Regions from separate parts of the Mus musculus genome. Here all the other regions are linked to region 3. Evidence: chromatin contacts called from public HiChIP or PLAC-seq and promoter capture Hi-C data. All regions are on one chromosome and are shown on one strand. The core of a region is the stretch at or near the end of the contact, and the rest is flanking DNA. Distances in the headings are between cores, read along the strand shown.

Region 1 (3,159 bases), core at 528-3,027, 520 kb before region 3:
TAGAGATGACTGGGCAGAAGGCAGGGGGTGGAGCAAAGGTTCCCAGGCTTGGGATCTGAGGTAGAGACCATGAAGAGAGAAAAAGAAAGAAGGAAGTGGCCATGGGGGAGGTAGTTCATGAGCCCATGGCTATAGGGGCTGGCCTGATGGAGTAGAAGCGGCCCAGGCAGAGCATGGCAAGTGATACCTTGGGAGGTAGACAAAATAGCCCAACTTTAATGCTTTTAAGCTTATTATGAATCTACAGGTTTCTGTGTCTTTTATCTGGGAACAATATGGTCTGAAGTGGGGTAGAAACACCTAGTAGATATTTAAAGACAACAAGGGGATATAGCAACCCAATAATAATAATAATAATAATAATAATAATAATAATAATAATAACTACCACACACATACACAGCATTGCTCTTTTCAGAAGACCAAAGGAAGAGTAGTGGGATGCAGTGATCTGGGCTGAGAGAAACAGAACTGACATATCCTACCCTAAGTCAGTTCAGACTCCCTTCAGAGACTGTGACCTAACAAAGAGGTTAGTCATTCAACCTCAGTGACCACTTAATGAATAGATAACACTCATCCTTATCATATGGAACATCATAGTGATTACTAATGGATCGCATGTCAAGGTGCCCCCAGCTTCACTACAAGTCATTAGTGCTATATTTCAAAGGAGGTTGCCCTCAGATAATCTCCCAGATCCCAGAATCCAGGACTCCTCAAGGCCCCTATATAAAATGGTGTACCAAATACCTTCAATCATCTCTAGACAACATATACTTAAGTGTAAATAATATGTAAACAGTTGGTATGCTGTACTGTTTGGGAATAATAACGAGAACGCTCCTACATGTTCAGTACAGACATTTCTGTTTATTTTTTTGCTTCTGAAGCAAGATCTCATTATGTAGCCCACGCTGGCCTCGAACTCCTGACCTGCCTGTCCTGCTTCCTGAGTGCTGAGATTACTGCCTGCCCAATTCCTTTTTAAATGAACACACATGGGGATCATTGCGGGGGGTGGGGGTGTGGGGGACACACACCTAGATCTGAGTAGTAGCTCTACAAAATATTCAAAGCAGTGGAATTAAAAACTATTTAAGTATTATGAAAGCAATGAATATTTATTTTTAAAAAATCATTACACCATAGAATCAGATAACATGCCCTCCCCCATGAAAATAGCAAAAGTTAAAACAGAACAGCAACAACAGAAAGAAAACTGAAGCTCCCAATGTCAATTTGTCCAAAATGACTACGTGAAACACAAATACATCGTAATTCTTCCTGGACATCCCGGGAACACTGAACCTAGACAGCTTATTAGCTAAGCCTGGCTCCGACACGCCCCCTCAGAACCTCAGTTTCCCCACCTGGTCAAGGAGGCGGCTCGGTGGGATGTCGTCGAGCATCCCTTCCCAGTGTAAAGCCTGCGTTCCTAGGCTGCGCGTACCCAGCGCTCTGGTGTGAGCGGAGCCTCGAGGGCTCCGAAGAACCAGGACGCAGAGCTGCGCGTCCAGCCCGTCGGGCGCGGACACCGACGCCCCTCCCCCAAACTGCCCTGAGCTGGCTCCAGGCCCGTTACTCGCTGTCTCTCTGGCTGTTCCCCGCGGGGCGCGCGGCTCCTGACCTGCCTCTCCCGCTCGCCTCTCCAGGGACCAGGTCCTGTTCCCGCTATCTCTCTGAGCGCAAAAGCACCCCACGGTCTGGCCCGGCCCGGCCCGGCCCCTCTGGATTCACCTCAGCTCAAGCCCAAGGGGCACAGAGAACAATGGACGGGAGAGGCCCGCCCATGGCCACTCTCATTGGCTGTCCACAACAGTTCCTGAAATTCTGCTCCACTATTGGTGAAAACTGCGTCCAGATGGGCGTTGGGAGGGAAGTTCCACCCGATGCATTGCGGGAAATGTAGTTTACCCAGAGACGGGGGGGGGGGTGGTTTGTACCTGAGCGAACAGAGGGTTTGATAGCCGTAAGTAATGCCTCCGGATCAGAGGCAGAGGACGACCCAGGACTAGCTGTCTGTCTTCTAGTACTGCCCAAAGCTTTCACCTGAGACAGATAGTGCCAATTCTCTAAAGCTCGCGTGTATTTATCTATAAAAAATGAAAGCTGGGTGAATGTATCAGTCTTTTTCAGCTGAGAATTGAGTGGCAAATGAGCCCTCGAGAGCCAAAAGCTGACTCTAAGCAGAGAAGAAATCTGCGCAATCAAAGTTCCTCTTGGCCCAAGTTCGCACCTCTCCTGGAAATTTGCAGCTACGCACAGGCATTTGCACTCCGGGGTTGCACTCCCCTTTGTTTTCACACGTGGTATTCTTGCGTCTTCACGAAAGCCCCGCCCCGCTCTTTCTGCTTTGTAAGTCCTAGTCTATAGTCGGCTCCTTGGAACCTGCCCTACAGTTAGGCAAGAGGTTAGCTCTGGGAGGGAATGACCACCCAGGCACCCTAAAACAGGACACAAAGGACAATAGTGGTCCTTCCAGATGGGTCATCTCAAGGTCCCCAAAACAGGATGTAAAGAACAGCAATAGATGGTAGTGGTCTACTAGTTGGCTCAGCTTCAACTGGCTTCAGGGTATCTCTAGATAAGAGTATGCATGGAGTGCCTGCTACCCCTTCACCAAGTGAACTTTTCAGCTTTGAGGGCACTTAAGCCCCAAGACTGGGTGAAATGAGCTTCCAAGAAAAGTGTGCCACTTTGTTTTAGTGCCCGCCTTAATGGAGGGACAGGGAGAGGATAACAGATAAAGGATAAATCTAAACCCACTTCTGTCCCCGACACAGCCATTCCTACTCTGTACGGATTGCTCTCTTCCCAAAGAGCATACAAACTTTTACTCCCTTACTCGCTCTAGTTAAAACCCTTGACTTGGGGGCTGGAGAGATGGTTCAGTGGTTAAGTGTGGGAAGCCGTTGCAGAGTGGCAGTTGCAGAGTGGCAGTTGCAGAGTGGCAGTTGGCTACTGCTGGCCACTACACATACATAGGCAGTGAAGGTTCTTTTGCCAAGACAAGTTAACCAATCAGATGTGAGACACACCTCTCCTAGGCCTATGTAAGCAGCACCAGTTCTGGGCTCAGGGTCTTTTCGCCTCTACAATCAAGCTCTCCCAATAAACGTGTGCAGAAGGATCCTGTTGCAGCGTCGTTCTTCCTGG
Region 2 (2,805 bases), core at 189-2,688, 870 kb before region 3:
CCAGGCAGACTGCCTCCATACAAAATTAACTTCGCCCTGCTGAATCCTTCGAGGGTCACGGTCACGTCTCCAGTAGTATTTTCTAATTACACAGGCTTTAAATACCACACGTATGCTAACAAACCTGAACTTCAGATAAAGCGTGCAGTGAAGCCAAACCTATGTTCCAGGTTACATTTCAATGGCCCCCAAAAAAGTGGAAAAGTGAAACTGCTTGTGCAATGAGAGGACAGAGGTTGGGATAAGCTAGGCAGGGGGTGAGGGGGGGGGGGAACTGGTGGCATCTAAGACCCTTCCCAGTGCGGACAACCCTTGCCTTTCTACTCTGGGAATGCCAGAGCAAAGTGCACTCTGGTTTACCATGTCAGGAACGTGCCGGGGATATCCCGGGTCCCCCACCCACCCCGCTGGGAGAAAACTGACTCGCCGCGTCCGACCCCGGCCGGGAAGGAACGGACACGGCGGATCCCGCGGCGCCGCGTCATAGCCCTGTTAAGCCTCGGTCCGCGACAGCCCGCAAACGCGGGCGGCTGGCGTCGGTCAACGCCAGGGCGGCTGCCTAGAGGGCCCCCAGTGCCCCGCGTTTGTTTCCCCGCCCTCCCAGTGCGGCTCACCTTCGAGGCGCCGTTATCCCGAGGCTGAGGCTCCACGAGCCCGGGCGCGGTCGACCATCGCTGAATAGATCTCGGCGCGGGGCCCGGGACGTCCACGTCCACGTCCTCGTCCTCGCCGTCGCTGTGGCTAAACGTTCGGTTTTCGGAAGTGTGGATGCTCGGGGCGCAGCCCATACTGGCGGCGGCGGCACCGCGGACTCGCTGGCGGGCAGCCGCGATCCGGTCAGCAAACGGCCCGCCCGGCGCCTCGGGGCCGCCGCGGGCGCCGTGTCATCGCGGCCTGAGCGGGCGGGCGGGCAGGCGGGTGGGCGGCGGCGGCAAGCGCGGGTCTCGCGTCAGGAAGCGCGGCCGCCCCTTTTATTGCGCTGCGGGCGCGGCGGCCGTGGGGAGGGGGCGCTGGGGCGAGAGGCGCGCCGCGGACGCCCCTCCGAACATGCCCTTCCTGAGGCGGGAGCCGCCGCTGTCTCCCTCACATCGCCGCGCGCGCCGCAGCCGCCGCGCTTCCGGGGAAATGTCGGGGGTGGAGATTTGCGCTCTCGCCACCGGGAGCCGCGAGCCCGCGCCGCGTTTGCACCGCCGCCCTCGCCTCGTCTGACTCTCGAGGAAACGGGCGCTCGCTCGCCTGGCGGTGCCTCTCCTCGGCCCGGCGGACGGCTGGGTGAGCGCCCCTAGTCGGGCTACCGTAGGGGAGCCCAGCCCTCGGCGCCCGCACTCCGAGCTGGGGACCCGCTCGCTGACGGAGCGAGCGCCTCGACTCCGGTCGGGCCGCGCCGTCGAGAAGCGCCGAGGCGGCTGCGCGAGCCAGGAGTTGAGCATCCGAGACTCCCGCTCCGTGCTCCGGACCGCGTCTTGCGGGCAACTCGCCGCGCCCAGCCCCCAGCGGTGACCTCCAGCGGCTGCTGGCGTCAATGCAAAGCAGCTGGGGCGCCCGCCGCCCGCTCCCTGTACCGCCCGTCCAAGAGCATGCGCGGCCGCGACCGCAGGGGCACCTAGCCAGCCCGTCCGGAGAAAGGAAAGGACTTGCTGAAGGATACAGAGCCATTCTGCTTCAGGGGCTACCGAGTTCGTTCACTGTCAGGTCACTGTGTTTGAGATTTGGAGCTATCGTCCGTTAAGAGACCAGTTGGAAGGACCTCAGTCCGAAGCGTTCCGAAGTCCATGGGGAACTACACTCCAGGTCCCAGGCGTTATTACCAGGGATAGCCCTTGCTCCAAGACCTGGCACGTCACGCCTCTGGTTGCACTCAGACCTGTGGGACTGCAATATTTCGAAGTTGGTTAGGGAAAGCCGGTCCTCTTAACCAAAGGACGATTCCAGGTTCGACAGTCCCAAGGATCCGAACCAAATGAAGAGTTGTGCGTCCGTCCAGCAGGGATCAGAACTGCAGCCCCCCAAGTGCTACCAGATAGCTAGCTGTGTGACTCCAGATGAGTCTCTTAACCTCTCGGTAGCTGAAACTGGAGGGCGACGCCCCTGGGTGTGCATCTGATACCCAGAGCCAGCCACTTCGAGGGCCTTCCCGCCCTTCTTTGCTCTCTAGGTCCACCGGGACCCTGGCGGGACCGGGACGTAGCTTCCTTTCCTCAGTCCACACCTTTCCTACACGCACCCGGGTGCGACCCTGAGTGGCTGAGACTCCTGCCCGCGGACTGGCTACTGTTAAGACCCGGAGATGTGCTCCGGGCTGAAGTCCCTGCTGTGACAGACACAGGTGCTTGGTCCCTGTGGCAGCTGCAACGTCCTTGAGCATCGATCTTCGCCACCAAAGGAGGATACAGGGCGGCTTCCGGAGCGGATAAGGCTGGAGCAGCTTTAGAAACTGGTTCTCTTTTCTGGCCTTTGGCACGCGGCTCCTTTGTCAAGTTAAAGCACGCTGTCCTATAAAAATATGACTGGCTCCTCCAAGGTGTCTTGAAAAACAGGAAAAGTTTTTGTACTGACACCCGTTATTCCACCCAGTCTGTGGTGTTTTCAACTAGCAGTCTTAGAGGGTAGATTTTTTGTTTTGTTTTTTTTTGTTTTGTTTTGTTTTTTTTCAGCTGGTAGCTGGATCCCTAGAGAAATTGCCTTTAGCCAAGATGCACGTACAAGTCTAAGGCTCTTCTCTCCGCCCACCAAAAGTCTGGCCTTGACAACTCCACAGTGACCTTGCTAGTGAAGCTCCAGGAAGCCCCGGCCCTCCCCTCGCGG
Region 3 (3,192 bases), core at 275-2,774:
ATGACCACCAAGAGCAGCAGCAGCAGTGGGGTACAGGCATCTGGAGCCTAGAGGACGATGCGTGTGCTACAAAGGGCCTGGCTGGAGAAGTTACCCAAGCCCTTGGAGGAGCCCAGAAGATCGTGAGTTGGATCCCAGACATTGGACGGTTGGAGATTGACTTTTGCTTTTGATTGTGACTGTGCCCTGATATTTTCCCTCTTGAAGGAAGAAACTGTTTTAGTGGAGCCCACAGTTAAGAGACTTTTAATTGTAAAAAGACTTTGGATTTTAAAAGAGATGGATATTTTAAAGAGATTGAAATTTTAAGAATATGTAAAGGCTGTGGGACTTTTAAAGTTATTTAGATCTTGGGGATGAATAAGATTGTAAGGGTTGAGGCTTACTAGTGATGTTTTTGTGTGTCAAGTTGACAAGGGGTCAATTGTACTGGCTAATTTTGTGTCAACTTGACACAGCTGGAGTTATCACGGAGAAAGGAGCTTCTGTTGAGGAAATGCCTCCATGAGATCCAACTTGCTTCTTGGTCATGATGTTTGTGCAGGAATAGAAACCCTGACTAAGACAGAGGTTTAGTCGGAGGTGTTACGACCACCCCTCCCCACTCTACCCCCCGACTTATTTCTGGGAATCTAACCAACCTGTATTTTCAGAAGCTGGCCATCCCCTCCCCCTCTCTCCTCAGAGCCAGTAGGAGAGCATACCTGTAGGGGTGCAGCGATTCAGGTCCCTCAGATTGTATAGCTTGTCTGCCAGCTTCACCAGTTTGGCCCCTGGGCTGCTGTGTGGTGCCTGCTCCACCTGTTGCCGCTTTCTTTCCAGTTTGGGCAGAGTCTTGTCATCTGTTACCTCCTCCACCAAGCGTCGAACCTGTGCTCCAAAGTGCAGCTCTACCTCATCCAGGGTAGTATCTGTGTCTTCTACTGTGTCATGGAGCAGGGCGGCCTGGGGATAGGTTACCATTCAGCCCAGTGACACTAACCTACTAGCCAAATAAATAGCACCCATTGTTCAACAGTACTCTGGTTTCCCGCACCAGCCTCCTGGCAGAGAAGGGTAGCCTTACCTGTAACACCACAATATCAGTGATTCCAGCCTCATGGGTTAGGATCCGGGCTACACCTGGCAGGGGCAAAGCAGAAGTCAGTCTAGAAGGAGCCAGATGTAGCACCTCACCAGCTGGATGACCTTGGAAAGTCCCTTACCCTCTTGGGATATCGACTGTACCAAGGGAGCACTCCTGCCTTCTACCCCAGGTGAGGCTTACACGCATAACGCATGAAAAGTGGTTGATACAACGCTTGGGACTCGAAGAAGGCGCTCAGTAATTTATATGCGCTTTGTGTTCCCGTCCCAGTTAGTCCCCACCCGCCACGGGCCGCGAGGGCTGCTTCCCAACTGGCGCGCCCACCGATGGGGTGATTAATGTAGGGAGTCCCTTCAGGATCTTTTCGTCGCTGCTGTCGGTGTTTGTGAGCGGCGAAGTCAGCAGCCTCCAGCAGCTGAGCTGCCTCCGAGCCCATTGCGCTGGTGGCGCGAGGGACTGAAGCTTCGGAGTCCGAACAAATCACCTATAGCGCCGCCTGGCGCTTCGGAGGCTCGGAGAACGGAACTATTTCTAACAAGCTGTAATTCATTCATCCCCCCTCCCCCAACGTGTGTGCGCGTGCGTGTGGATTATAGAGGCTATAAGTCTCCACCTTAGTTTTTGGAGACAAAGACTCTCCTTGAACCTGTAGCCCAGGTATTTAGCAAGACTAGCTACCGAACGAGTTTCAAGGAGTCTCCTGTCTCTGCCTCCACAGTACAACAGGCGTAGGTTGCCATCCCCAGCTTTTTTACCTGGCTATTGCAATAATCTGAAAGAATGCAAGTCCTTATTCTTGTGCAGCAAGCACTTTACCCACTGAACCATCATCCCATTCTCAACGGAGGTTCTTTAAAGACCGAGATCCTGGATATAGAAGTTTTCAACAATCACAGCGGCTGGTGCAGCGTTCTCCCCACCATGCCCCAGGACGTAGTAGAACTAACAGTCTTTGCAGAAAAGGGAGACAAAACCAAAAGTGATAGTTTCACAGAGTGCTGGGTACAGAGCTGGAAGGCACGGGTGGCCGTGGGATCGTGGGGGGAAAGCCCATTTTATCTAGCCTGGGAGGCAGAGACAGCGTCTTCCACGAGAAAAAGGCCATCTACAGCCTGGCACAACACCCAGACCGTTTTCAACGTGCTCCAAACATCGCTCTCCTCACAGGGTCAGTCTCTGTTATCTTGGGCATCTGAACCTAACATCTTGGCCCTAGAGATGCTAGGATTTGACCTGGAGAGTTGGATCTTGCTTAATTGCTTCAGATGTGGGCTCCTGGGACACAACACTGTTTCTACAGAAACCGTTTGCATTCATCTCTTGAATCATGAGGGAGCCTGCTTCAGTCCCCAGACCTCTGCTCTGGGCCCTTGAGGTAGTGAGTCTTGTCCCCGCGGTTTCAGGAGCATAGTGTTGCCTAGCTTGGGTAGGCACTGGAACAATCCTTCTCTCTTTACCGGCCATCGAGCTTTGGATCTTCTGGAGAAATCCCGTCTTGGCGTTGGCAGCTCTGAAGTATGAGGGATAAGCAAGACCTTGGCATCTCCCCAAAGGGTTCTGAGAAGTGGAGACAGCCAGCTGCTAAGTGTATTCCACCAGGCAGGTAGCTTTTGTGTCTGGGCTGGCAGCTGGGGAGATAAGGCTCAGGGGAAAGCCTAATGACTGGACTCTCTGACAGGCTTGGTGGTTGCCATGGCGCTGCAGTTACAGAGGGATGCCCCACAGGCTGAACAGAGGTCTCTGGGGTCTAAAATGGAATAATCCATATCCCCCAAGGTGTCCGTGCAGCCTAGAAATTGAGGAATGGGTAGATAGAAACACAGTTGGCTTCACACGCTCATTTCATTTCTTTCTTTCTTCTTTCCTTTCTTTCTTTCTTTCTTCCTTTTTGACAATGGCTCAACTTTTTCTCTCCTGGCATTCCTTTCCTCCCTTCTGCTTAGGAAATCATAGGCAGTTTAGAGCCAAAGGCCTCACATTTCCCAGCAGATGATAGGACCCAATCACTCTCATCTCTCCACAAGCTTATAATAGAGGAGTTTTCACCCCTGCAAATCTTGGGACTTTAATTTCAGCTTCCTTCTTGTCTGTAGCCAGGGCTTAGA
Region 4 (2,829 bases), core at 313-2,812, 560 kb before region 3:
AGGTGTGAATGTCAGGTTGGAAGTGAGAAGCAAGGAGACTGAAGGGAAAAGCCAGGGCCAGAAATGGACTGTCACTGTCCCGTGTGCCACACTCCAGAACCTCAGTAACACGGCCTCAGAAAACTTCCCTGGGCCTGGGGGATGAAGGCTAAGCTTAGGCAGTGCTTGCCGTGCAAGTATGAGTACTGAGTTCAGATTCCCAGCACCAAACGCAAAGCCAGGGGTGTGGGCCAGCACCTAAAATCCCAGCGCTAGGCAGGTGGAGAGAGGAGGGTCCCTAGGCTTGCTGCCCAGCCAGGTTTGAGTCAATGAGCTCCAGTTTCAGCAAGAGACCCCGCCTCAAAAAGTAAGGTGTAGGCTGGGGAGATGACGAAGTGGATAAAAGCACTTGCAGCCACAAGGCTGAGCTAAGTTCAGATTGGTAGAACCCACATGACAAACTGTATGTACTGACACATACATGCAATCAGTGTTCCTGTGGTGAGATGAGAGAGATGGATGGGAGAATAACCCAGAATCTGTGGGCCTGCTAAACTGGACTATATGACAGACAGCAGAAAGAAGGACACCCTGTCTCAAACAAAGCAGAAGGTAAGAACTGACCCAGTAAAGACAGCAAACCAAGTAGAGTGGCTCACATCTATAATCTGGTACTTAGGAACCTGAGACAGGAGGCTTGCTATAAGTTCAACTCAATCTGTTCTATGTAGGAGTTCCAGGACAGAGAGCTACATAGCTCATGTCCCAAACAAAATAAAAAGATTATGCTAGGCAGCACAAATGATGCAGTAAAGGGTCCAAGACCTAATACTCTATTCCATCAGTCACTCCTTGACTTAGTTTCTAATGAGTAAGTGAACTCTTGTGAACAGGAAATTGGTGTCCCCTCCTGCCCCTCCCACAATGCTGGGTCGGAGCACATATCTGCCCCTGATCATTCAGGGATGCCACTGATGACTGAAGATACTTTCCAAGACCAATAAGAACAGCTCTGGAAGGCAGAGTTCTGCTTCTCCACAAGTAGTATGGTTATTTCCGTTTTACACTAGAGAAGTCATCTGGCCCAGCAATCTTTCCACTGATCTGACCTACAGTATGATAAGCCAGGCCCTTTAAAGGGTACCACTACTAGGAGGCAGCTCCTCACTCCCTTCCCCATAATTCTGTCCCCGTTCTGGGCACAGAACTTGTCCAGGTTATCCAGTGTGTGCCATTTGTGAGCACAAAGCAGGGCAAACAAGGCTCAGATGGTTTGAGACAGGAGGTGACAGGATTCTTGAGTTCCTCTGCGGGATGATGCCAAACACATAGACTGCCAAAAGCAGGGCTTCTTGTTCTGCTTTAGCTTTAAGGAGAAGCTTTGAGGGCTGAAGTAACAACTTGATGGAAACACAGAAAGCTGTGTTGGTGGCCTTGGGAACCACCTTTGCTGGGGACGATGCCATAAGCACGCGAGTGTGGTGGGTTTCTAGGAGAAACCGGGATGCAAGGCTGTGTGGGCGGAGCCTGCGGGGCGGGGCTCTGGGGCGGAGCGAGCTCCGCTCCTCAGGCAGGCTCCGCTCCCGACTGTAGTTTAAAAGGCTGGAAGGCGGGCTTCGAGAACTAGTATCCTGAGAGTGCCAGAGAAGAGCCTGTTTGGCACAGCCATGACCCGGCAAGCAGGGAGCTCTTGGCTCCTCCGTGGTCTCCTGCTCTTCGCATTGTTCGCTTCCGGCGTCGCTCCCTTCAACTGGGATCTCCCGGAGCCCCGCAGCCGAGCAAGCAAGATTCGAGTGCACCCTCGGGGCAACCTCTGGGCGACCGGTAAGTGTTAGGGGACCCCCTATAAGCATGCCTCATTCTCCTTGGTCCTCAGTTTCCTTTTCAACACTTTGGAGGCTCTTGGTAGCGGAGCTCCTGCAGTCGCGGGGGGCTCATCAAGTTTAACAGATGGGAATCTTGAGACCCTAGACATGGCTAAGATAACCCACTCAGAAAGTTTAAGACAGAGATTAGATCCGGTTACCAGTCGGTTAGGCAGACTGACAAGTCTTCTCACCTCATGTCTTCTCTGCATCCATTTAGAGGCACCTTCTCCACTTCCTTCCCTGGCAGGTAGTCTCCCTGGTCCTGGGCTATCTACCCGTCTTCTATCCTCCAGCGGGTCAGGAAAAGCTCAGGATGTCAGCTTTGCCTCCACCCAGAGATCTGTGGCTTCTGAGGATAATGTTTCTTGTCTTCCCTCTGTGAGAGCCGAAAGGTCGACTAGACCAGAGCTTGCTGTGGTGATGGGGTCCTCATCTTGAGCTCCCATGTACCTTGGCACCTCCTTTCTTAGGTCACTTCATGGGCAAGAAGAGCCTGGAACCCCCGAGCCTGTCACTGGTGGGGACAGCACCCCCTAACACCCCGAGGGACCAGAGACTACAGCTGAGTCATGATCTGCTCAGGATCCTCCTGCGAAAGAAAGCTCTAGGCATGAACTTCAGTGGCCCAGCTCCCCCAATCCAGGTAAGCCCCCTCCCCAGTACCAGCATGGAAGAATTGCTGCCCAGCATGTCTTCAGGGTGGGACTGCCTAGCCAGACGGTAATGGATTCCAGAAAGCCAAGGTCCCAGGGCTCAAAGGGGGAATATCCCAAAGACTGGAAAATGACGCAGCAGCCAGACTACATGGGGGAAAAAGTTCCTCCTTGCCCATCCCCAGTCTGACGTCGCAGACTAGGAGTATTCTAGCTCTTAAATAGAGTGTTCTCCAGGCCACACAGCCTTGTCCACCCCAGCTGTCATTAGCCAAGCCCACCTTTGCCATGCCAGGCTGTGCTTGTGTCCCAAGCTGTGATCCCTACGG
Region 5 (3,038 bases), core at 458-2,957, 550 kb after region 3:
TGCTCCAACATACCTAGCTGAGTAGCCAGTGTTCTTAACTACTGAGCCATAACTCTAGGCCAGAGGTGATCTTGAACTTGAACTTCTGGTCCTCCTATCTTCATCTCTCCAGTGCTGGGGTTACAAGCCAGTGCTACACGTGGTTATGCAGTGTTGGAATAAGACCTAGGGCTTCCGGCAGGCTAGGCAAGCACTCTACCGACTGAACCACACCACCAGCCCTCTAATAGGTGAGACAGTCCAGTAGCATAGGATGGCTTCAAATTCACTTTGCAGCCAAGACTGGCCCAAACTCCTCTTGCCTTCATTTTCCAAATGTTGGAATTACAGGCATGTGCGTGTATGCCCAACTTCTGGAGACTTTATTAATAAGCATGTCACATATAAGTGGGGACAGGTTTGCTTTAATCTCTCAATTTGTATTTATTTCTCTTTATTTTTCCAACCTAGTCCCTTCATTCAGTACAACACTGAACAGGTATGGTAAGAGCAGGCATCCTCAACAGCCAGGCTCACAACTGCAGTAAGCTGAGGCAGCAGGATCAGGAGCTAAAGGCCAGCTGGGTTAGAGTAAGTTTGAGGCTAGCCTGGGCTACATGAGACCATGTTTCAAGATGTGGGAGGAAGAACACTGGAGAGACGGCTCAGCAGTTAAGAAGAGCACATGTTGCTCTTGAAGAACCCAAGGTTCTGTTCCCAGAAGCCACCTCAGGCAGCTTACAATTGCCTGCAAGGCCCGATCCTAAGGAACGTGACACCTCTGGCCTGTGTGGGGGCACCAGCACACACACACACACACACACACACACACACACACACACACACACATCTTTAAAAAATAAAAGGCAGCCTATGAACCTAACAGGTAGCATCCTATGAAATAGATTATAAAACTGCCATTGGGACAGATGAAGGTTTCTGCTTTTCAGGGTTTTTGGGTTTTGTTTTGTTTTGTTTTGTTTTTTCCAACACAGGATCTTATGTAGCCCATGTTAACCTGGGCCATATACAGCTAGGCCTGGCCTTGAACTCCTGACCCTCCTGCCTTCACCTCCCAAGTGTGCCACCAGCTCAAGGAGTTGAGTTTTGTCAAAGGACTTTTTACTCACTGTAGCTGACCAAAGCAGCAGAGCTCCAGTCATGGGAGGGCTGGGAAGGGGACCAAGCTCCCCATCTTGCCAAGACTAGAAGTGACTTGTAGTGTGGGGAGGCAGGCTCACCTCTCCCCCTGCCCGGACACCCCAGCAACCTCACAGGTCGGTCGGGATGGTTTCTTCAATGTGCCTCCCATAGCCTGGACATCAGGGAGGACTACAGGCCACATCCAAGCCTCTGGGAAGGACTGAACTAGAGTTCTCTCCGTGTCTAGAGGTCCCTAGTCCACAGTTGGCCAATGCAATCCCGAAGTCTCTTGTTATACAATTTGTAAATTAAAGTGATGGAAAAAAATGGCGTAGGGTCCCTAATAAATGAAGGTGTACCCTAAGCCTAGGAGCTAGACTTCAGTTCTCTGAGCATGGTTCTTTCAACTGGCAGTCCTGGCCATAGGTGCCTGACTTACTGAGGCCCCAAATATGGTCCAGGTGGAGCAGACTGGACTAAGGGGTCCTGCACCTCAGAGCCCCTGCTATGGTTCAAAGGGTTCAGGCCCTGCCCCCCTCCTGGCTCGAGCCGGCTTTGATATGCTGATGAATTCTGGAAGGGGCCCGCTTCACACCTAGGGCTCAGGATAAAGCTACAGCGGACCCAATGGTCAGGCCTCCGCTGCCATGGCCCAGCCCCTGTGCGAGCCGCGCTCCGAGTCCTGGATCCTGAGTCCCGCTGGTCGGCAGCCACCGATGCCTTCCGATGGGAACAGCGTCTGCTCCCCAGCCTGGTCCTCGGACCCGTGGGACGGTGCCCAGGCCAGCAGCCCTGCACCACCCTGCGCCCGCCCGGCCCGGCGTGCTGGGACCCCGGGTAGGCGCGGGACGCACGGTAGCCGCCTGGGTAGCGGACAGCGGCAGAGCGCCAGCGAGCGGGAGAAGCTACGTATGCGCACACTCGCCCGCGCGCTGCACGAGCTGCGCCGCTTCTTGCCGCCATCCGTGGCACCAACCGGCCAGAACCTGACCAAGATCGAGACGCTGCGCCTGGCCATCCGCTACATTGGCCACCTGTCGGCTGTGCTGGGACTCAGCGAGGACAACCTCCGGCGACAGCGGCACGCGGTGTCACCTCGAGGCTGCCCGCTGTGCCCCGACAGCGACCTGGCGCAGTCGCAGTCGCTCGGTCCCCGTTTAAGCCCGGCCGTCTGCAGCGGGGTGTCGTGGGGATCCCCGCCTGCCTACCCTAGACCCCGAGTCGCCGCAGAATCGTGGGACCCATCGTTCCTGTACGCAGAAACAGCATCCCAGGAAAGGCAGGAAATGGAGCCCAGTCCCTCATCTCCGGTTAGTAACCCCTTCCCCCACACTGTCGAGGTGGCGCCCCCTACTGTTGGTGCGCGACGCACAGCCCCACGTCGCGGACCAGCCTCTCTGCTGCACTCAGGATCTCCCTTGGGCGCATCCCCGTGTGCCCTGGGTGTCCGAACAGGGTGGGAGTTGGACAGGCAGGGATTAAGGACGCTTTGCTTGCTCGCTTAACCTTGAGCGTGGAGCGGATGAGCGCGGACCTGACCCTGGGGCAGGTGTTGATTGTGGCGCTGTTCACTCTTCCTGCAGCTCTTCAGCAGCGACATGCTGGCTCTTCTAGAAACCTGGACGCCGCCGCAGGAGTGGCCGCCTGCCTGAAGAGTGGAGGGGACAATGCAACGGATGATTGTCACCCTGTCTGAGCACAGACACTTTTCCTTTGGTCTTGGCACCTTCGGAGGGAGTAGATCCTGGAAGAGGCGGCAGTGATACCAACATGGGCATCCCGGGGTGGGAGCTGGCCCTCATCCAGACTGTACCATTCCAACCCTCCTTGGAAGGAGGCGCCCAATAGGGTACACGCTCTAAAGATGAAGCAGGCACAAGCTTTGCCTGGTGTGTATTTATTTATTTGTGAATAAA
Region 6 (3,186 bases), core at 22-2,521, 770 kb before region 3:
TTCAGTCCTCTGCTTGGCCTTTGGGGAGCCAAGACAAGATGGCAAGTTCTTTAAATGCCAAGGACACCCCACCCCATCATCTGCTTCCCCTCTCATCTTGTAGACCAGATGTTCTTCCCTCCTGGGACCTTTGCTGACAGCACACAGTGGGTACATCACACAGTGGGTACTCAGAACATGTTTAAGGGGTGAAATAAAGGGGGTGCTTTGTGCTGGGGAGGTACTACACAAGCAGAGCTCAGAGCACAGAGTGAAACACACAGTCCCCCAGCCCATAGCTGCCAGTCAAGCTGAGGGGCCCTCCCACTATGAGCTGCTAGTCAAACTGAGCCACCCCACCTAGTGAGATGCCAATCAAGCTGAGCCCCACACCACCCCACACCCCTGTGAGATGCCAGTCAGGCTGAGGAGGTGCTATAGGGGAAGAGGACAGACCATTATTTCCAGGAACTCGGCCCCCATGTTCTCCAGGCCATGGGCCACAGGTGTGAGGGAAATGGACTCTCGTTGCCTCGGTGTGTCGTCTGCCATGTGCTAGGCTCTTCAGCTGAAAGACAAAGATGTCACAGAGGGTCCACAGCCGAAAGGAGGGCCAGGAGAGAGAAAAGGAACCAGAGAGGGAGGGCGAGGGGGAGGGGAAAGGGAGAGGGAGAGAGAAGGGGAGAGTGGGAGAGACACCCTTTCTGCCCTCTCTCCTGATCCTGGGAGATGCAAGTCCTTGTAAGCTCCAACAGTGAACTGTCCCTTAGTCACCAGTCACCAGGAAGGGAAAGAGGGGATGGCGTAGGCACTGGTGTGGGCACGGCTCAGAAAAGAGCCCTTAGTTATCTTTACTTCCTACAACCGGTGAAAATCATTGGCAGGGGAGGAAGTGCTCATTTCATCCATCTTGAAGCCAGCGCTACCCAGGACTGTTCCACTCAAAACCGAACATTCCTCATTCTCAGTGAAGCTGCTTTTAGATGTTAGCTCACCTGCAAATGAGAGCCCAAACTCCCGTTTCCCCACTGCGGTCCCTCTCTTGCCCACACCTTAGGCCTTCCCTACTCAACAGCAGCTGGCTAAGCAGATCTTCCCCAGACACAGACCCTCAGAGGGCATGTGGAGCATGCAGCCAGGGCTGGGGGATGCCTGCTACCTGGGCACTCGCATTCACTGCTGTACGGAGAGGAGAGGAGCCCACACTACTCACAGATTTGTAGTGAGAAGGCAGCGTCAGGAGGGATTGACTGTTAAGAACTGACTGACTGAAGCACAGGTTGCTGTGGGAGGGCTGGGTCCAACCTGCTTGGGCTTTGGCCTGTTCACTTCTGTGGAAATTCCTGGGCAGAGTCCAAAACTGAAGTAGGTTGGGCTTCCCCAGAGCTCAGGGCCACCGCAGGGGCGGGGACCCCAGCCTGTTTCAGAAAAAGCATGATGGGGTAGCCTGGCTCACTCAAGCCGGGTCCTCTGTGGTCCTGCCCTCTGTCTGCTGCCCTTTCCCAAACCAACCTCTTCCTGGCCTTGCTCCAGGACGCCTCCTTTGGGAAGCCACCTTGGTTACTCTCTCCCTCCTCTTTCTGTCAGCATCCTGGAAATGTGTCTTCGTGTTGTGGCTCAGCCTCCTTTTCTCACAGTATCGGCGACTCGTTTTCCAAAACTAGAAGATATTGAAAGCGCTGTCTTTATCACAAACAGGTGGTGGCTCGGGGCTAAGCATCACACAGTCGCAGAAACAAGCCAAAATCACACCATTTCCTTCTCCCCTTTCTTCCTAGAGTGACACCCGAGTTACACGTGCAAAGTTGGGGGACAACACTTTCATCTACAGTCTTCAAACTAAATTTAAACTTACCTGACAGGATTTAATAATTGATGATGCACACTCTTTAATAATTAATTATCTTTTATGATACAAAAGATGCCTCACACAGAGGCATACACTGGCTGTTTTGGAAAAATGGAAAAGAAGAGGCTGGACATAAGTGGTACCCCCTGTTCTTAGAAACTATCTGTTTCTATTGGGGTTAGGAGAATATCGTCTCATCTAACCCAGCCTGACTTTGAACCTGCTATGTAGCCGAAGTTAGCCCTAAACACCCAATCCTCTGGCCTCCACATGTCCAATACTGGGATTCCAGGTGTGCATCTCCACACCCCTGGTCATGCGGAATGAAGCATGAAGGTGTTATAGAAATATACAGAGCCTAAGAATTTTTCTTATTTCCCCTTAAGTATACACTATTTTGTTATTCATTTTCCAATAGGAAATTGTACTGTTGCAGGGTTTTCACAACTTGCTTATCTGAATATACATATACACACACATACACATGGACACATACCTATATTGTATCTGGAGATACATATACACACACATGGACACATACCTATATTGTATCTGGAGATACATATACACACACATGGATACATACGTATATTGTATCTGGAGATACATATACGCACACATGGACACATACGTATATTGTATCTCGAGATACAATACCCACTGTCAGGTCACTGGTCCCCTTGATCATAAGATAAATGTTTACCTTGAGCAAGACTGGGATGGGGCCAGAGCAGATACTGAAGGAGCCCCCCTCAGCCTCAATGAAGGGAAAGGACCTTATCCGCTTTGATGCCTCTGTTCTCAGTGGCTCCTCTTGTGCGTGCGCGCGCGCACACAAACACACACACACACACACACACACACACACACACACACACACTGCTCTTTCTTCCTCTTGGTGCCCAGAAGCCGGCAGAGGCTCACTGAGAGAGCAAGCTACTTCACAGCCTTCCTTACAGCAGCTTCAGAGGCTCTGGCCTTCTAAACAAGGATGAACCTTGAGCTGGGAGCCCAAAGATCTCGATTCACCCTGGACTCTTAAACTAACTTATTCCCTAATCTGTGGACTGCCGAGGGTGGGCTCCCTGCCAAGCTGGAAGCTGCCTTTGATGTCTTAGCACCCTGCTCCCCACTTACGGCCCAGGGTGCCCTGTGCCCTTCCCAGGCTGCTCCCCTCAGGGCTGGAGTGGCCATCAGGGATCTCACCCAGGAAGTCAAATCTCTCTGGGGCACAGGGGCTTGGGAGACTGAGAGATTGGGATGCAGACCACAGGGATGGACAGAGAGCTGGAGGTGGGGTGGGTGTCCTGCTTCTGACTCGTCCCTTACTGCCTCACTGGCCCCCTCTGCTGCTCTCT
Region 7 (2,847 bases), core at 28-2,527, 530 kb after region 3:
CCGAGGGCCATCCTCTCTTCACCAAGCTGTGGTGACTGTTGCACAGCAAAGGTGGCAATTATGGCAGTGGCTATAACTTCCCGGGGCCTCATCTCTTCTCCTACAGGTGTAAATAAGGCTATTTCCATCTATCCCTTCATTGGATAACCTGGGACCTGATGAGTAGGAGACCCTGTACAAACGAGAGACCGTCCACTTTAGTTCCAAATGAAGCCATGAAAATGGCAGGGGTCCTAGGACCTACCTGATACACTTTAGTCAGCTCTGCAGGTTCAGTGGATTGTGTCCAGTGTCCAGTCTTGTTCCTAGGCTCTGGGGACATCTGCATGCCAGGACATGCTTGAGGTGGTGCCCAGGGAGAGGAGTCAGCGGCTCTTTCTAGGGACTGGTGTAAGGGTGACTGTATTTGGGGACAATAAGGAGGTGTCACCCAGGGATCCACGTTGGAGATCCTGTTCCCAAGGTTTTCAGGTGAGATCAGAGGTCCAGGACAAGCAGGCGGGCACCCCCAGGACACCCCACTACTCATGGCTGATCCCAGGCTAGGACCAAGCATCTGAGCCTGTGAGGGGCTGCCACCGTCGGGGCATTGAGGGCATCGGTGAGAGAACGCCGCGTCCGCACTCCGTCGGCGCCTGCGCCGCAGACTGTCCTCGCTGAGGCCCAGCAGGGCTGACAGGTGGCCGATGTAGCGGATGGCCAGGCGCAGCGTCTCGATCTTGGTCAGGCTCTGGCCTGCAGGTGCCACCGACGGCGGCAGGAAGCGGCGCAGTTCTTGCAGCGCGCGGGCGAGTGTGCGCATGCGCAGCTTCTCGCGCTCGCTGGCGCTCTGCCGCTGTCCGCCTGCGGGCGCTGGGCGCGTTCGTCGGGGCGCCGTCGCCTGGGTAGTGCGCGTGCTACGGGCCGGGCCGGCGGGCTGCGAGGGCCGACGGGTGGCGTAGCAAGGGCAGGAACCGGACGAATCTGAGGACGAGGCCGGAGACGTGGAGTCCGATTGCTGAGCCCAGCCCCAGCCCTGGGAGAAGACCCAGTGGTCGAGACCCTGGAGGCTCTGAGGAGGAGGCGACTGGGCCATGGCTGGTGTGACTCTGGGAAGCTGGACCGGTCACCTCCAGGTCCTAGCTTTTATCTGGACTAAAGGTGTGAGGTGGTCCCCTGCCAGGTTGCAGAGAGGTGTCAAAACCCACAGAGCCCAGGGAAGGTCTGGGCAGGGGGGCCCTGGGAAAGCGGGCCCATTTGCAGAGGTGTGGATTCTGACCCCTCGAAGGCTCTAATGGAGGCCCCTGCTGCCGGGAAGTGTGGGAGAGACAATTCGCATCTGGATGGAGTTGCTAAGCTTCTCACCGAGCCCCCACCTTCACTCCGCCCTGCTACTGCAGGGTGAATACACCCGAACCCACCACCACGGTAGATGGCTGCTGGGTACCTGGATGTCTATCCCGTGCCTCTGGTTCACTTACAGAGTGGCCACCCTTCATCATTAGCCTTTAATGGGCTATGCCTGTGCTGGTTCCGACCAGCACAGTGGGGCTTCCTCAGGTTCCCCCATTAGCCAATTTGCTGTATACACTTAGAAACTCTCACTGACCACAGTATCTGTACCCACTAAAAATGGAACCCAGCAGCCTGGAGGGTTCCAGGCTGGGAAGTGGAAATGGAAGGAGGTGGATGCCAAAGCCAACTTGAAGCTTTGTGTCACCTTGAAGCCACCTAATTTCTTTGAGCTCATCTCAGTAGGAATTGCTGCACAGAATGACTTCCAGCCCTCCCTGGATTAATCCTGAAATTGCTTGCTATGGGCTTTCATTGTGCCTACACTTTATAAAGAAGGGACTGATACAGGTGTGGTCCATATACCCGTAATTTAGCACTTGGGAGACTGAGGCAGGAGAATTGGAGGGAGGTGAGGTCAACCTGTACCCATCAAGAACTTGTTCCAGAAAAGAAAATCAATCAAACAAATAAACCCAGTACTGCCACCGGTGACCACTCATGGCTATAGTCCAAGCCCTTGGGAGGTAGAGGCCAGAGGATGAGGAGTTCAAGTCCATAGAAAGTTTGAGGCCAGCCTGGGCTACATGAAACCCTGTCTCAAAAAACTAAAACAAATCAAACCCAGGCACTAACATTTCAAAGTGTTTATGGGCACACATTTGCTTATTATATGCAGGGCCCTTAACCTGCCTGAGCTTGTCCTGATTAGCAAAACAGCTAAGTATGGCATCTGCTCCCAGAACTTCTGTGAGAAACAGCTGAGGTAATAAAAGCCAAGGACAGGCTCTCCTGAGCATCAACTGCAACTGAAACAAGGCACCCATACCCTGCATCATCTCCAGGACAGAAAGCTAAGGGTTAAATGAGCTTTTGGCGCAGTCAGGCCTTAGCCACCGAGGCTGAGCAGGTCCAGCTGGGTCTTGAACCAAGAGCATTGTTTCATTAGGGAGAGGGGACACAGAGAACATTTCCAGAAGGGAAAGGCCTGGAGGTGGGAGGGCCAGGCACGTCTGGAACCAGGCTGAGTTGGTTTTACTCTCAAGGCCACGGGGAGCCTCTTTGACTTTTGAGCAGAAGGGTAAAGTAATCTAAAATATCAGTCAAGGTGAGTGTGACAAGAATACTTTAGAGGACTGGAGAGATGGCTCAGTGGTTAAGAGCACTTGTTGCTCTTGCAAAGGACCTGGGTTCAAGTCCCAGCATCCACATGTTGGCTCACAACCATCAGTAACCTCAATTCTAGTGGATCCAACAGGCACATGTGGTGTACGTACATGCATGAGAGCATTTATTATTTATAAATAAATAAATAAATAAATAAAATTTTAAAAAGTTTTCAAGAAACCTCCCAGC

The links. Promoter capture Hi-C pulls out the DNA fragments that hold promoters and counts their contacts. HiChIP or PLAC-seq counts read pairs in DNA pulled down with a chosen protein or histone mark. Capture Hi-C pulls out chosen DNA fragments and counts their contacts.
Region 1: a promoter capture Hi-C map of pre-B cells shows a contact between it and region 3, with 5 times the contacts expected there. The contact joins the promoter of Zscan2 here to the promoter of Hddc3 in region 3. A contact is called at or near these places in 14 of 39 promoter capture datasets (the 3T3-L1 cell line, the C10 cell line, the SN4741 cell line and 9 more), 1 of 484 Hi-C or Micro-C datasets (CD4 T cells), 3 of 115 datasets of contacts at active chromatin or transcription factors (astrocytes, large pre-B cells and memory CD8 T cells) and 1 of 9 other capture datasets (liver).
Region 2: a promoter capture Hi-C map of pancreatic islet shows a contact between it and region 3, with 4 times the contacts expected there. The contact joins the promoter of Pde8a here to the promoter of Hddc3 in region 3. A contact is called at or near these places in 1 of 115 datasets of contacts at active chromatin or transcription factors (embryonic stem cells) and 2 of 9 other capture datasets (adipose tissue and pancreatic islet).
Region 4: a contact with region 3 is called in a promoter capture Hi-C map of neutrophils, with 6 times the contacts expected there. The contact joins the promoter of Nmb here to the promoter of Hddc3 in region 3. A contact is called at or near these places in 12 of 39 promoter capture datasets (the 3T3-L1 cell line, the C10 cell line, embryonic stem cells and 8 more), 2 of 115 datasets of contacts at active chromatin or transcription factors (astrocytes and bone marrow-derived macrophages) and 2 of 9 other capture datasets (adipose tissue and liver).
Region 5: a contact with region 3 is called in a promoter capture Hi-C map of stem cell-derived epiblast-like cells, with 2.8 times the contacts expected there. The contact joins the promoter of Mesp1 here to the promoter of Hddc3 in region 3. A contact is called at or near these places in 6 of 39 promoter capture datasets (the 3T3-L1 cell line, embryonic stem cells, hippocampal neurons and 3 more), 1 of 115 datasets of contacts at active chromatin or transcription factors (large pre-B cells) and 1 of 9 other capture datasets (liver).
Region 6: a contact with region 3 is called in a promoter capture Hi-C map of liver, with 2.7 times the contacts expected there. The contact joins the promoter of Slc28a1 here to the promoter of Hddc3 in region 3. A contact is called at or near these places in 2 of 39 promoter capture datasets (liver and pre-B cells) and 2 of 9 other capture datasets (adipose tissue and pancreatic islet).
Region 7: an H3K4me3 HiChIP or PLAC-seq map of embryonic limb bud shows a contact between it and region 3, with 4 times the contacts expected there. The contact joins the promoter of Mesp2 here to the promoter of Hddc3 in region 3. A contact is called at or near these places in 3 of 39 promoter capture datasets (hippocampal neurons, liver and pre-B cells), 1 of 115 datasets of contacts at active chromatin or transcription factors (embryonic limb bud) and 1 of 9 other capture datasets (liver).

What each region holds. Positions count from the first base shown.
Region 1 is chr7:80,859,549-80,862,707 of GRCm38.p6, reverse strand. It overlaps Zscan2 (zinc finger and SCAN domain containing 2), which reads right to left and starts at 1,777. Exons shown (of 3, transcript NM_001382511.1): 1 at 1,631-1,777.
Region 2 is chr7:81,211,898-81,214,702 of GRCm38.p6, reverse strand. Pde8a (phosphodiesterase 8A) reads right to left here and starts at 1,438. Exons shown (of 22, transcript NM_008803.3): 1 at 615-1,438. The coding sequence starts at 788.
Region 3 is chr7:80,341,469-80,344,660 of GRCm38.p6, reverse strand. It overlaps Hddc3 (HD domain containing 3), which reads right to left and starts at 1,524. Exons shown (of 4, transcript NM_026812.2): 1 at 1,412-1,524; 2 at 1,067-1,122; 3 at 705-945. The coding sequence starts at 1,523.
Region 4 is chr7:80,903,795-80,906,623 of GRCm38.p6, reverse strand. It overlaps Nmb (neuromedin B), which reads left to right and starts at 1,562. Exons shown (of 3, transcript NM_026523.4): 1 at 1,562-1,803; 2 at 2,318-2,490. The coding sequence starts at 1,647.
Region 5 is chr7:79,792,259-79,795,296 of GRCm38.p6, reverse strand. It overlaps Mesp1 (mesoderm posterior 1), which reads left to right and starts at 1,707. Exons shown (of 2, transcript NM_008588.2): 1 at 1,707-2,432; 2 at 2,706-3,038. The coding sequence starts at 1,770. The coding sequence ends at 2,774.
Region 6 is chr7:81,112,884-81,116,069 of GRCm38.p6, reverse strand. It overlaps Slc28a1 (solute carrier family 28 (sodium-coupled nucleoside transporter), member 1), which reads right to left and starts at 1,271. Exons shown (of 18, transcript NM_001004184.3): 1 at 1,193-1,271; 2 at 436-547. The coding sequence starts at 531.
Region 7 is chr7:79,809,157-79,812,003 of GRCm38.p6, reverse strand. Mesp2 (mesoderm posterior 2) reads right to left here and starts at 1,277. Exons shown (of 2, transcript NM_008589.2): 1 at 245-1,277. The coding sequence starts at 1,075.